Regions from separate parts of the Sus scrofa genome. Here region 2 is linked to region 1. The links are chromatin contacts, called in public promoter capture Hi-C maps. All regions are on one chromosome and are shown on one strand. Each heading gives the region's core, a stretch centred on a gene start, on an enhancer-like site or on the middle of the called end of the contact. The rest is flanking DNA. Distances are from core to core; before and after follow the strand shown. Region 1 holds the start of SDC1 (syndecan 1). Region 2 holds the start of LAPTM4A (lysosomal-associated transmembrane protein 4A).

What was found. Promoter capture Hi-C pulls out the DNA fragments that hold promoters and counts their contacts.
Region 2: a promoter capture Hi-C map of fetal skeletal muscle shows a contact between it and region 1, with 2.1 times the contacts expected there. The contact joins the promoter of LAPTM4A here to the promoter of SDC1 in region 1. A contact is called at or near these places in 2 of 5 promoter capture datasets (fetal liver and fetal skeletal muscle), 2 of 47 Hi-C or Micro-C datasets (embryonic fibroblasts and liver) and 1 of 2 datasets of contacts at active chromatin or transcription factors (alveolar macrophages).

What each region holds. Positions count from the first base shown.
Region 1 is chr3:117,984,358-117,990,597 of Sscrofa11.1, forward strand. SDC1 (syndecan 1) reads left to right here and starts at 3,228. Exons shown (of 5, transcript NM_001243190.1): 1 at 3,228-3,551. The coding sequence starts at 3,486.
Region 2 is chr3:118,149,011-118,155,346 of Sscrofa11.1, forward strand. LAPTM4A (lysosomal-associated transmembrane protein 4A) reads left to right here and starts at 2,856. Exons shown (of 7, transcript XM_005662724.3): 1 at 2,856-4,254. The coding sequence starts at 4,144.

The DNA.
Region 1 (6,240 bases), core at 1,978-4,477:
TGTGGTGTAGGTCACAGACGCAGCTCGGATCCCTCATTGCTGTGGCTCTGGTGTAGGCTGGCAGCTACAGCTCGGATTAGACCCCTAGCCTGGGAACCTCCATATGCCGTGGGTGCAGCCCTAGAAAAGACAAAAAAACAAAAAAACAAAAACCTTTTAAAATGCTTCATGATGGGAAGAAGTTACTCTGAAAAACGTTGTATCATGTTGAAATAAGAATGTGCTTACAAGCATCTGATACTCTTTAAGAAGTCAAAATATTTAGTGGACATGGCATTGACTCCCCCAAATCCAAGCTCCTAGGAGGTTAATCTATGTCCACACGGATGCTCAAACTCCCCTTGCCATTGATGGATTCATGAAGGTGTGGGACACACTTCAAGCCAGAGAGATGAGGAGAAAAGTGTGTATGTTGGGGGTAGGGGATTCTTCAGGGAGCTATTTCCTAACTCCTAAGAAAGACACTACTGGAAGGTGGCCTCATTTCTGGGAGTGGCTGTGTTAGCTCTGTTGGCTAGAAACTATACTGGCATCTTGCCACCATCTCGAAGATGGAGCCACAAAGGAGATGACAAAGCCAAAGAGTGGGAAGGGCTTAAGTTCCAGTGCTGTGAGGTTTTTGTTGGTGAGTGGGTAATACAGGCACATGCAATAAATGTCTATTATTCAATACTTGAGGGGAAGCTAGCAGCTGAGGTCGAAAGCATCTTCTAATTTAAAAAATTAGACAAGCAGAAGTTACTGCTCAGCAGTAACGAACACCGACTAGTTTTGTTTGTTTGTTTGTTTTTGTCTTTTTGCCTTTTCTTGGGCCGTTCCCGCGGCATATGGAGGTTCCAGGCTAGGGGTCTAATCCGAGCTGTAGCCGCCTGCCTACGCCAGAGCCACAGCAACGAGGGATCCAAGCCGTGTCTGTGACCTACACCACAACTCATGGCAACACCAGATCCTTAACCCACTGCTCAAGGCCAGGGACGGAACCCGCAACCTTATAGTTCCTAGTAGGATTCGTTAACCACTGTGCCACATCGGGAACTCCCACAAACACCGACTAGTATCTATGAGAATGCGGTTCGATTGCTGACCTCACTTAGTGGGTTAAGGATCTGGTGTTGCCGTGAGCTGTGGTGTGGATTGAAAACATGGCTCAGATCCCTTGATGCTGTGGCGTAGGCAGGCAGCTGCCGCAGTGATTCAACCCCTAGCCTGGGAACTTCCATAGGCTGTATGTGCAGCCCTAAAAAGCAAAATAATAGTAATAATAATAACAACCCATATTAGGAACACAAATCAGAACAAAGGCCTTGCCTTAGTGCCTCCAGATGGGGGGGCTTGAGGGCCCGAGCTCAGCCAGACTTAACTCTTTAGTTGCCAGATCTAAGGAGGTTTGGGGGATCCCAAGGATGGAACCGATGAGTGCAGACAGATTGGCCACAGCAGTGCAAACGGGCTGATGTTCCTGTGGCATTCCACGGGGCCACAGGGGTTTGAGGAGGCCCAGGTCCTGGGTACTATGGGACTTCAAGAGCTTCTGAGAGGGAGAGATTTTCCTGCAGAACCCGGGCTGGGAGAAGAAGCAAGCAGGCCAGCAGTCAGCTGGGTCAAGGCAAACCCTGACCCTCTACCTCCACTCTCAGTGTACGTGTCCTCCTTAGGGCTCCTCCTCTTCCTAATCGGCCCAGATTTACTAAGGCAAATTTACTCAGCTTGAAAGAGTAAATTTCTAAATAAACTGGTCATTTTTATTTTATTTATTTATTTATTTTGGCTGCACCCATGGCATGTGTAAGTTCCCAGGCCAGGGATCAAAACCCTTGAAACCGAGCCATAGCAGTCACAATGCCAGATCCTTAACCCATTGAGCCGCCAGGGAACTCCCTCAACGGGTCATTTTTATAATATAAAGAGGCTCTAACAAATATTCCTTGACCCCAGTTTTCTTTGTTTTGTGGAGGAGAGAAAAGCAAAATTCCAAACTGACCTATGTTTCCTCCATATTGAGTTGAAAGGGCTAGAGAGCTGACTTCAGACTATGAGCCAGCCCCTGGCAAACACCCTCATGGCTTTCTATTCAAAGGGCCCTTTAACCTGTCAGGACGCCCTGAACTCCTTGGAGAGGTCCTGCCTGGTGCCATGCGGTTAGATGATCCTTGAAATCAAGGCCTAAGAGAACTGCTTCAGGCCTTAAGAACCTGCAGGAGGCTCTGCAGGCGGAGATGGGGACGGTGGGTGGGGAAGTCGGTATCTTTGGTCTCCAGGTCCAAGGTCACATTGCAGGCAGGGCCCGGCAGGTTCTTCCCCTTTTCGTTCAAGGCCATTTGCTCTACAGACCTTCCATGGTCTTTGAACACCTACACAGAGGCTCGGGATTGCTGATGGCACCACTGAGGTCTAAGGCCCCTCAGGGAATCACGAAGGAGCAAAAATGCCAGTGGTGCTTCTCAGACCTGCAGGCTGGAAGTCACCTGGGCCCAAGGCTGTTTACTTTTCCTTTTGACTCAGAGAATGAAGAGAGAGGGCACTGCTTTCTATCAAAAGACACTGAAAAGTCCTTTAAAATTTTTTAATTTTTTTAAACAACCCTTCCTGGGCGTGTCCAGCTGTTTAAAGTAAGGCCCCTAGTTTCCAGCACTGGCAGAAGGCCAGCGCATGTGGAAACTAGTGCTGGGGTGTAGGGTGAGAGGGCGCAGAGAGCACCATCCGCAGCCAGGGAAGGGGCCACTGATTTAAGGGCCCATCACTTCGGGCCCCCGCACAGCCTCAGAAAGTGTTCCCGCCCGGATCCGGGAGTCCAGCGCACCTGGAGGGGGCTCGGTGTTCACGCCCAGAGGGCGCTGCAGACTGGCGCCAGCAATCGAGGACCAACTCCCGCCCCTCCCGCCAGTCTCCCGGGCAGAGCCTCAAAACCCTTGGCCAGGGCGGTAGGGGGGTGCGACCAGTCCCCAACCCCCGGGAACACCGGAGCAGCAGAGCCGAAACCCGGGGAACCGCGGCGCGCGGGGACCGTGGCCCTGGGGGTAGGCGAGGCTCGGCTTCCCTGGCGCGGTGCGGAGGCGGGGCTGGGGAGCCGGGCTTGGGGCGTTCCTTGGGGGCCGGGCCTGTGGCTCAGGGGGCGGGGCGGGGTTCTAGGGGGCGGGGCTCTAGGGGGTGGGGACTGGGGCTGGCCCCGAGACCTGGCGAGCTGGGGGTGGGGGGCGAGTTTTTTGCAACGGCTAAGGGCCTGCGGGTTTATTATAAGGCGGAGCTCGGCGGGAGAGGTGCTAGCGGTAGCTGAGCGGAGCCGGAGGAGTCTAGCACCAGAGCGAGGACTGCAGCCAGGGGACCCCGCAGCCCTCGCCTAGGACAGCAGCGCGCTTGGGCATCGCTCAAGGGAGCTGGGCGCAGCGCAACCCGCAGAGCCGACTCGGAGCCTCGCGCAGACGGCTCAGCGCCGCGCACCCCTGACCCGCGCAACCCGCTGCGCTCCCGCCGCTGGTCCGGGCAGCATGAGGCGCGCGGCGTTTTGGCTCTGGCTCTGCGCGCTGGCGCTGCGCCTGCAGCCGGCCCTCCTGGTGAGTGCGGCCGGGGGCTTGGCCGGGAGGTGGCGGGAAGCCGGGGCTGGCGGATCGGCCGATACCGGCGACCGCACGTGGAGGGGGAGGGGAAGCGGGGACTTCCCCTCTTCCCGCGCTAGCAAGGCTGGCGGGGAGACTAGGAGCCCCGAAATCAGGGCTCTTGACCCAACTGCCTCCGCCGTCGGGGAATGGGGGGGGGGGGCCGTGGGTTCCGCAGCTCCGGGAGGAGGCTTGGGGCGTCCCGTGGAGCAGAGCCTGCGCCGGGGCCCCGAGCTCAATTACGTAAAAGGGCTCCAGTGGCGAAAGAGCCAGCCAGCCAGCGGCGGCTCCTGGGGTCGCCGGCTCCCACCCAGTCACCCCGGGCACTGCGGCGGCAGGGCCCCTCGCCGGTGACCCAGGAGGATGCCGAGATCGCGGCTAATACGCCCCGCCCGCGGACCCTAATTCAAACCAGATCGGTCGAGCCGGAGCGCCCGGCCCCTCTGGCAGAGGCAAGTTTGGGAGCAGCGGAATCGGCGCGGGAGCAGGCGGGCGTGTGCACTAAGGAGCCCCAGCCAGGGCTGCGAGGACGACCGGGGCGGGCGGACAGAGGTGGGGTCTCGGCTGTCCGTTGGCTGGCCGAACGGAGCCAGGCCGGGTGTAGCAGGAGGTTCCGGGAAGTTGGCCTCGGAACGCAAGAGACCCGCAGGAACCCAACTTCTGGGCTGTTGAAGTTGTGCTGCCTGCGGAGGGGCGAGAGCCTGCGCTGGGCACGGTCGGGGCGCGCGGGCTGCTTCCACGCGAGTGGACCCGGGAATGGCTTTACCCCTCCCCCGGCCTGGCTTTGTGCTGGAGCAGCGCGGAGGGAAGGCGGGTCCCTTGGCCCGCCCAGTGGAGCTAGAAGAAAAGGGGGACAAACGTGGAGCCCGAAGCTGGGGGGAGGCCGTGGGGTAGAACTCCAGCACCCACCTTTGGAGAGGGGTGGGTCGCCTCTAAAGAGGGATCTGGCCGACAAAGAGATCCGGAGGGTCCCCAGAAAGTGCTCTCCCGCCCCAGCCGCCGTCCGCTGGCCCGCCTTCCCCAAAGGGGGCGCTTTGTTCTCGGCCCCGGTAACCCTTTCCTGGGAACCGCCCCGCGGCTCCAGCCTACTATGGGCTGAGACCTGGGCTGCCGCCAGGTGTCAGCGCTGGCCGCCGGGTGCTCACGTCCACCCCCACAGCCCCCACAGCCGGTGCCCGAGTCCCAGGGTCCTCTCCTCTGCTCCGTGTGAGCCAGGTCGGCCATCCCCGGGGATGGAGAGGGGAGGTGCGGACCGAGGGGGCTCGCCCCCTTCCGGAAGTGGCGGTCTCTCGCTACCACATCTGGACGGCTCACTTCCCCAGCTCTGGCAAAAGGAGGCACGTGGGAGGGCAAGGAGCGGCGGCCGGGGGTGGGTACCCCGGTCCTCCACTTACAGTGTATTTTCCGGCCAAGTCTCTCGGCAACACCAAGCCAACCCTCTGGAAGCAGGTCCCTCTACAATAATAGTAGCTCTAGTTATTGAGAGCCTTGGGGTATTTTACAGGGTCCGGCTCAGGCAAGGTGTTTTTCAGACCGATCTGTGAGGTGCCTTTCTTGCTTCCCAGGTGACTGCTGTGCTTGGAAGCCTTTCGGAGTCTAGGAAAGGGTCCCCGGTGTCTCGTGAATTGCGGATGAGTTGGAGTGTGTGCCTAAGGGGTGCCCTAGCTGGAGGAGCCTTGGGGGCAGATAGGATTTCTGAGCTGGGTCTCCAGGGTGCTCCTGGTTTTCAGGCGCTTTCAAGACATGGGCATCTGGCTTCTCCTTCGCTCGTGAAGGTCGTGTCTTCTGTGGGATACAGATTGCACCTTGAACCAGTAGTTATGCCCCCACTCTCTCCAGGCTCAAGCTGGGGCCTCAGCAATACTTCACCGATTTCCAGCCAGAGTCAGGAGGAGTGGTGGTGGTGGTTCTGCTGCCTGCCTTCGCCGAGCCTGGCATGCCTCTGAGCCGGGATCCCAGAGCACCCTTTAACTGGAGAAGGCAAATGGGATTAGAGATTCTCTCTGGACGGTGTTCTCCAGGGTGTTTCTGTGAGCTGGGAAGGAGCAGATGTTGTTTTTTTCTTCCTGTCCTGGAAACTTTGATACTTTGCAGAGAAGCAAAACTCACAGCAGAGAGAGGTTGAGTTTCTAGGGGGAAAGGAGGGGCAGAGGAAGGCTCCTTAGAGCTGCAGTGGTGGGAGGGCTTCCTGGAAGGGGTGGTTGAGCTGAGCCTGAAAGCACTAAGCTTTGGGGTCAGACTCTTGGCTCAGAGCTGGGGTTTTCGTTTTCTTTTTTATAGAGTTTGGTTTGTTCTATCTTTCCCAGCTCTGTTCTTTGTCCTTTCTCGTTTACATTTGGTGTCCATATTTCCTTAAAAATGGCGACCTAGGAGTTGTCTTGTGGCCCAGTGGATGTCACTGCAGCAGCCTGGGTTGCCGCTGTGGCGTGGGTTTGATCCTTGGCCTGGGAACTTCCGTATGCTGTAGGCTCCGCCAAAAAAAAAAAAGTGGGGACATAAAATCCTTTTCCAGAGCCCTTTGCTACACTCTTCCTAAAAGAAATAAGACAGCGGGACTTGGTGAAATAGGAGGTGACCACCCGTTGCAGAGATCCGGCCTCGCCCAAAGGATTCACTTTGGCCCTGGTGGGAAGCAGGTCAGAACCCC
Region 2 (6,336 bases), core at 1,606-4,105, 160 kb after region 1:
TGTGTGACATGAAGTAGAAGTTCAAATTCATCCTTTCGTAGTATAGGTCACACATATATTTCTGTAACAGACTCCTGCTTCCAAAATGCCCACGTTATTCCCCATACTATATCCAGAATAATCTTTCCAAAGTGCAAATCTGTTAATGAAACTCCCTTGCTTAATACTATTTAATGGTGTCATACTTTGCACGAAGTCTAACATGGCTTATGTTAAAGAATATTACTTTGGAAAAATAAAACCATGACTCTCATACAAATATAAACATAACATGTGTGAAAAGAGTTTATCTCTGTATTTAATGAGGGAACCAGGAAGATGTTACAACCATTTTGAAAGAGAATTCAAAGTACCACGCCTGCATGGGTCAATCAGGAAGGTTGAAATAATTTACAAATAGATGCAAAACTTGCTTTTCCCACAAGCAGTGGGAAATTTTATGTGACAGTCCGAATTCATTTGCAGGTCTAAGAACAAAAATCTTGCTCTTGGTTATCTATAATTTATTAGTTTTAAATAGCTCCAGGCACACAGACCCTAGAATCAGATAGTCCAGAAGGGTAGGTTAGACAGTGAACCCAGTAGACTTTGGGGTCCGTGCCAAAACTGTCCCCAACTTTCCCCTGCACTTTTCAGGTCTTCTTGATCTGGGGCAAGCTTTCCTGTCTAACTTTAGCTCTTACTTTTCTCTTCTCATTCCTCTCTCCAACCCCCACATTTCTATAACTGTATTAATTTCTTTAGGATTGGGATATTTTAGCTGCCATAAAAAACAAACCCTCAAACAGTATGGGCTCATTCCATTGAAGTTTATTTCTTGCTTGTGTTACCATCCAGTGTCACCTGTGGCTTTCCCCTTTTTGGTGATTCAAGTACCCAGGTGTCCATCCTGTGACTCTGCTCAGCCCCAGGGCCTCAGACTTCTCTGCATCAGCCAGCAGAGAATGAGGGAAAAGAAGAGCAAAGACATTATGGGCGGGACTTCCTATCCCACTTTCTTAAGAGCCCTGGCCCAGTCTGACTCATGTCTTTTCTGCTTAGATTCAATTGGCAATAACTATTCCTACAGCCGCCTTGCGATAAGGAATGTTGGAGGAAGGATGCTAGGAAATGTAGTCTCTGGCAGGGCAGTCACCATTTCTGCTACACAAACCTCCCCTACTCTCCACTACACTTTTTCCATACTATCACTTCTGAGTTGGCTCAGCCTTTCTGTCCCCAGCCTAGTTTTCTTCTACCATCCGCTTAGACATCACTTCCCCCAGGAAACCTATCCTGATAGGTTAGATTTTGGGGGAGCCACGCTCATGGCATACAGAAGATTAAACCTTTGCCAGGGAGTAAACCTTTCCCGCAGTAATGACACCACCAGATCCTTAACTCACTGAACAACCAGGGAACTCCTAGGTTAGATATTCCTTTTCCATATTGTGCTTCCATAACATCCTTTATTACCCTGTGATAGCAGATATCACCTCTACCATAATGAATGTGAGGGCTGACTTTCTTTTTCTCCTCTTGCACCCTGAGCACATGGAAGTTCCTGTGCCAGGCATTGAACCTGCACTGCAGTTGTGAAGTGCGCCACAGCTGCAGCACATACTGGCCTTGTAACTTTGGACATGTAATGTAACTTCTTTGTTGAGTCAAGTAACATCAAAGTGCCTGCCTTATAGATTTGTTGTGTTTGAAGATGAAATGATTCAAAATAAAGTGATTGGACACATGTATACTACATAGCAAGGGCTATGAAAAACAATTTGTTTTGGTGTGGTGGGGATTATTAGTCTACTCCCTGATTAGTGGAGAAATTCATAATTCATTCTGAGTTAAACTGCTACCACCTCATTCCATTCTTTAGTGTAGCTTGGCTTAACTATGGATGGCCTCCCAGAAAGTTTAAAAGTATGATGCAAAGCAGGGTAATTGTGCGTGGACAATTCCTTCAGTGCTGAGAAGTAAGCAGAGTCTCTGCTGTTCTAGAATGAACATTTTAGTGGGGGAGATAAATAATCAACAATCAATATACAATTTCAGACAGCATTCACTGAAGCCATGCCAGCGCAATAACCTTTACACTAAATTCAGCACAGTGTTCAGCTAAGAATGGCAAAGGGGAAGACCTTTTTTTTCTTTTTTTTTCTTTTGGTCTCTTTAGGGCTACACCTGAGGGACATGAAAGTTCCCAGGCTATCGTTTAAATGGGCTCCATAGTTGCCGGCCTACACCACAGCCACAGCAATGTCAGATCCAGGCTGTGTCTGTGACCTACACCATAGCTCACAGCAACACCAGATCTTTAAACCACTGAGCGAGGCCAGGGATCGAACCTGTGTCCTCATGAATACTAGTCAGGTTTGTTACCATTGAGTCACAATAGGAACTGCCATTTTTGTCCTCTAAACACAAGTGTACTTTCCAAAGAATAAAACCATGTATTTTCTTAAAAGTCATGTCTCATACAAATACAAAATGAACAGTCTCAAAGATCTTATTTAGTAATTAATCAATAAGGGGACCAGTAAGATATAAGAACCAGTTTAAAGAACCAATAAAGTAACTACTTACATTGTTCAAACCAGGACTGGGAAAAGAATTTACAAATAGCTGCAAAATGGCTTTTTCCAAGGAGGGGGAATTCAACAAGAAGTTTGATGGACAAGAAGAATATTTCCTCTTGCTATCAGTTATCTACAATTTAGAGTTGAACAGATGTCTACTGAAAAAAACCCAAAAAACAAAAAAACCATGCACAACCTAAAAGCTGAGAACTATGTTTTATTTGCCAGATTTACTGAGGACTTGAGTCCAGGAGACATTCTCTCAGACAGCTCTCAGGGGCTGTTCTAAAGAGGTAAAGAAGCAGCGGATATACAGCGGTTTTTTACAAAAAAATCCCAGGTAGTCAGAACATCAAGATCACAGGGCTTTTCCATTTATGGTAAAATCCAAGAGTCTAGGCTTACTGAAACTATCCCTTTGATATGCACCTTACCATCGAGTGCCAGCAACCTATTTTTCTGCTATCCTGAATCCCCTCAGGGTGTACCACCCACTGGTGGTGGCTTCAGAGGCTGATGCCTTGATGCCACAATTTCCTTTGTTTACTGAAATGGGCAGATGACATTCTTTGCTCCCTTAGCTCCACAAGGAAAGATGGAGAGCCCCTGTAGATGCAGAATACCCAGAAAAGTGAGCCAGACAATGGCTGGTTTTTCACGGAAAACGCCTAGGTCCCTGTGTTTCACCATTTTTGTGAAATTGTGTTTCCTTGTGTGTCATTGTGTTTCATAATTTTTCCGTATAAACGTCACTCTATCATTACCCAGGAGCTAAGCAGTTCTTCCACTTTATTTTGCTTCTATTTTTCTCAATCCTTCTTAGCTGCCCTTGGCAGGGAATGGTATTTCTTTGCTTCTACCATGGAGGCGTCAGTGTGAGTTAAAACAGAAACCTAACCTTACTCCTCCAGGAAGTCCCGAATTTCTTCAGTCGAAAAGGCCCCGGAGCGGGAATTAGCCCCGCCCCGCCCCTTCCTCACAGGCCCCGCCCCTGACCAGCCCAATAATCAAACTGCGCGCAAAGGTCACGTGAGCAGCTGTTGTCCCGTGACACTTCGGAAGCGGTACGTGGCAGACGTCACTCAGAAAAGTCCTTCGTGCAGGCTTTCCGCCACCCACCTCATCTCGCCTCTCCTTTTTGCCATCAAACGCTTCTCTTGGGAATGGTGAACTACCGACCTCGCCCCCAACCAGAACTCCTCTAGACCGACGAGCTAGCTCATGCCCTCACGTGAGAGGCGGGGATTTATTAGTGCTAAGACGAGTTGCGATTCTGATTGGGCGTGAGTCTTGTCAATCTCCAGGCTTTTCCAATCAAGGGCCGCGTCCGCCCAGCTTTTCGCTCTTCTATTGGCCTGAGTGCGGGAAAGGTGGAGAAAAAGGCTAAAAGGAACTCGCGCGAGAGTGGCGCTCGGTACTCAGTGCGCAGGTGCGAAGCCTCTTGGCTGGGGCCCTGGCCGGGGGCTGGCTTGAAGACGCGTCGTTTGGTTTTGGACGCTTTGAGAGAGCCGTCTGGTATCAACCGCTGGGCGGAAGGCGTTTGTCAGGGGCCCGGCCACGAACGAGGCCCACGAGTTTCCCGATGGTGTCCATGACTTTCAAGCGGAGCCGCAGCGACCGGTTCTACAGCACCCGGTGCTGCGGCTGTTGCCATGTCCGCACCGGGACGATCATCCTGGGGACCTGGTACATGGTAAGGGCGGGCGAGGCGCGGGGATAGAAGCCCTGGGGGGAGTGCCCAAGAGTGGGAAGTGGGAGGGGGGCTGGTCCGAAAGGAAGTGAGTGTTCCCACTGGGAGGGGGTGGGGCGGGAGGCGTAGAGGACCTTCTTTGCGGGGGGGGTGGGCTCTAACTTTGAGGTGGGGAGAGTGTCTCGGAATCGGAGGGGTTGGGTGGCGATGGGAAGGTTGTTGCTTGGTAGGGTTAAGAGGAGAAAAGCAGGATTGGGAAAGGCAGAGGAGTAGCGGGCAGTGGGTGGGGGGCGGGATGAGGGTGCTAGGTTTTGGTGTGGGGGATTCTGGAAATTACCAGGTTTCGAGATCTTTTTGTGTGCTTCCGTGATCTGAAAGAACTCTCCCCTCCCCCAGTGCTTCCTGGAATTTGTTTTTCCTAACGAGACAATTAGGACCAGACCTTCATATATGCAGCGTAGTTTTAATATTATGCCTTGCCTGAAGGAAAAGTGACAGATCTGGTTTCAAAGCAGTTGTTTGTGGTTCCTTGGATCTTATTTGTTACATTGTGTTTGTGATGTAGGCAGAAAGGCCTCTGTTGTGAGTCTGGACATTGGCCTAGCGGTAATACCATTTACCAGGATTTACTTAGACTCGATTTGCCTTTTCCTGATACAGTTCCCCTACCCTGCTCTTGAGACGCTTATGCTATCAGACCCATTCCATTTTTTTGAGACCTTTATTGACAGCCTCTTCCGTTTTGGCTACATATGCTAGCATTCTCTGTGTTTTAAGATCTGTGTAATTTTATGTCATAACCAAGTTGACGGTGTTATTGATTGGGGGGTTCACTAGTAATACCTTTGTGATTTCTTATCATCTCCAGTACCCATATAGTAAATAAGCTAATTTGTGACTTCTAAATATGTGATTCTATTTAGGTAGTTATGATGACTTTACAGACGTTTTGACAAACCTCATGTTGTGTACTTGGCCACATTTGCTAATGACTTCGTGATTTTAAAAATTTGTATTACTTTTGGTTTGGGAAACTGTGGCATTAGTGAGACTGCAGTTTTCTGATAACTTCTCTGAACTGCAAAAAAGGAAGAGCTTTACCACACATTCTTTTTGCCTTTCTTCTCTTTACTTGCTACCCCAAAGCCTCCATCGAAACTATTATCATTTGCCAAACACCAGTTGAAAATCATCCTCAGGCAGATAGATACAGGTTCATGGCCCACCCCCAGGGGGCTACCTGAGCTCCCCATTATTCCTGATTGCTGTGTTTTTACAGTCTGTTTTAATGTACATTAAAAACAACAAAACTTGACTGTGTAGGCTTATTTGCATGTTTCAAAATTTATTGTAATATTTCCTGTACTTTTATGTTAGGAAACATCATCTTAGTGCTATAGTTAAATCACATTTCCTCCACAGAGACCCCCCTCCCCCTTGTTTTATATTTTAACTAATTTGTAACACTGGACATTGATTAAGTTCATGGCAGTAGCAGCATTGTGTTTCTTTTTAGGGTCGAACCCGTGGCATATGGAGGTTCCCAGGCTGTGTTTCTTCATATTGCTCAGCGTCTGGGTCTTCAGTTTCTTTTGTTTGTCCTTAGCTCTGCTTTCCCTGAATAATTCAAATCTTTAGGGTCCTCAAGACTCAACCTTGCCTCTTTGGAAGATAACCTTCCCTCCTACTTAACTGAGAGAGCCCAGCAGCCTGGGACTCTTGCCTGCAAGCTTAATTTTCCTGTTTCTTCTCAGATTCTTCCCTCCATTCACAGAACAAAGGATTTCTAACTCCTCCTCAAGAAGAAAATAAGCACCATCTCAATTTCAGCCATCTGAATGTAATTGGCTGTATTTCTTTCCAAGGCAGATTTTTTTGATGCTGTGGGCTCAGCTCATAAAAATTAAAGGAATAGCAGGGAAGAGTAGGAGCTATAAACCACAAAACTCAAAATGCAGAGGGAAGAACTTTAGTAAGGGCATTTCTTCTGAACTAGAGAGCGGGGAGTTTTAATTCTGTCTCCCACTGGAAGGACTCGACATGAGAAAAAAATCCGTGCTTTAGTTTCATTAAAAAAAAAAGTGC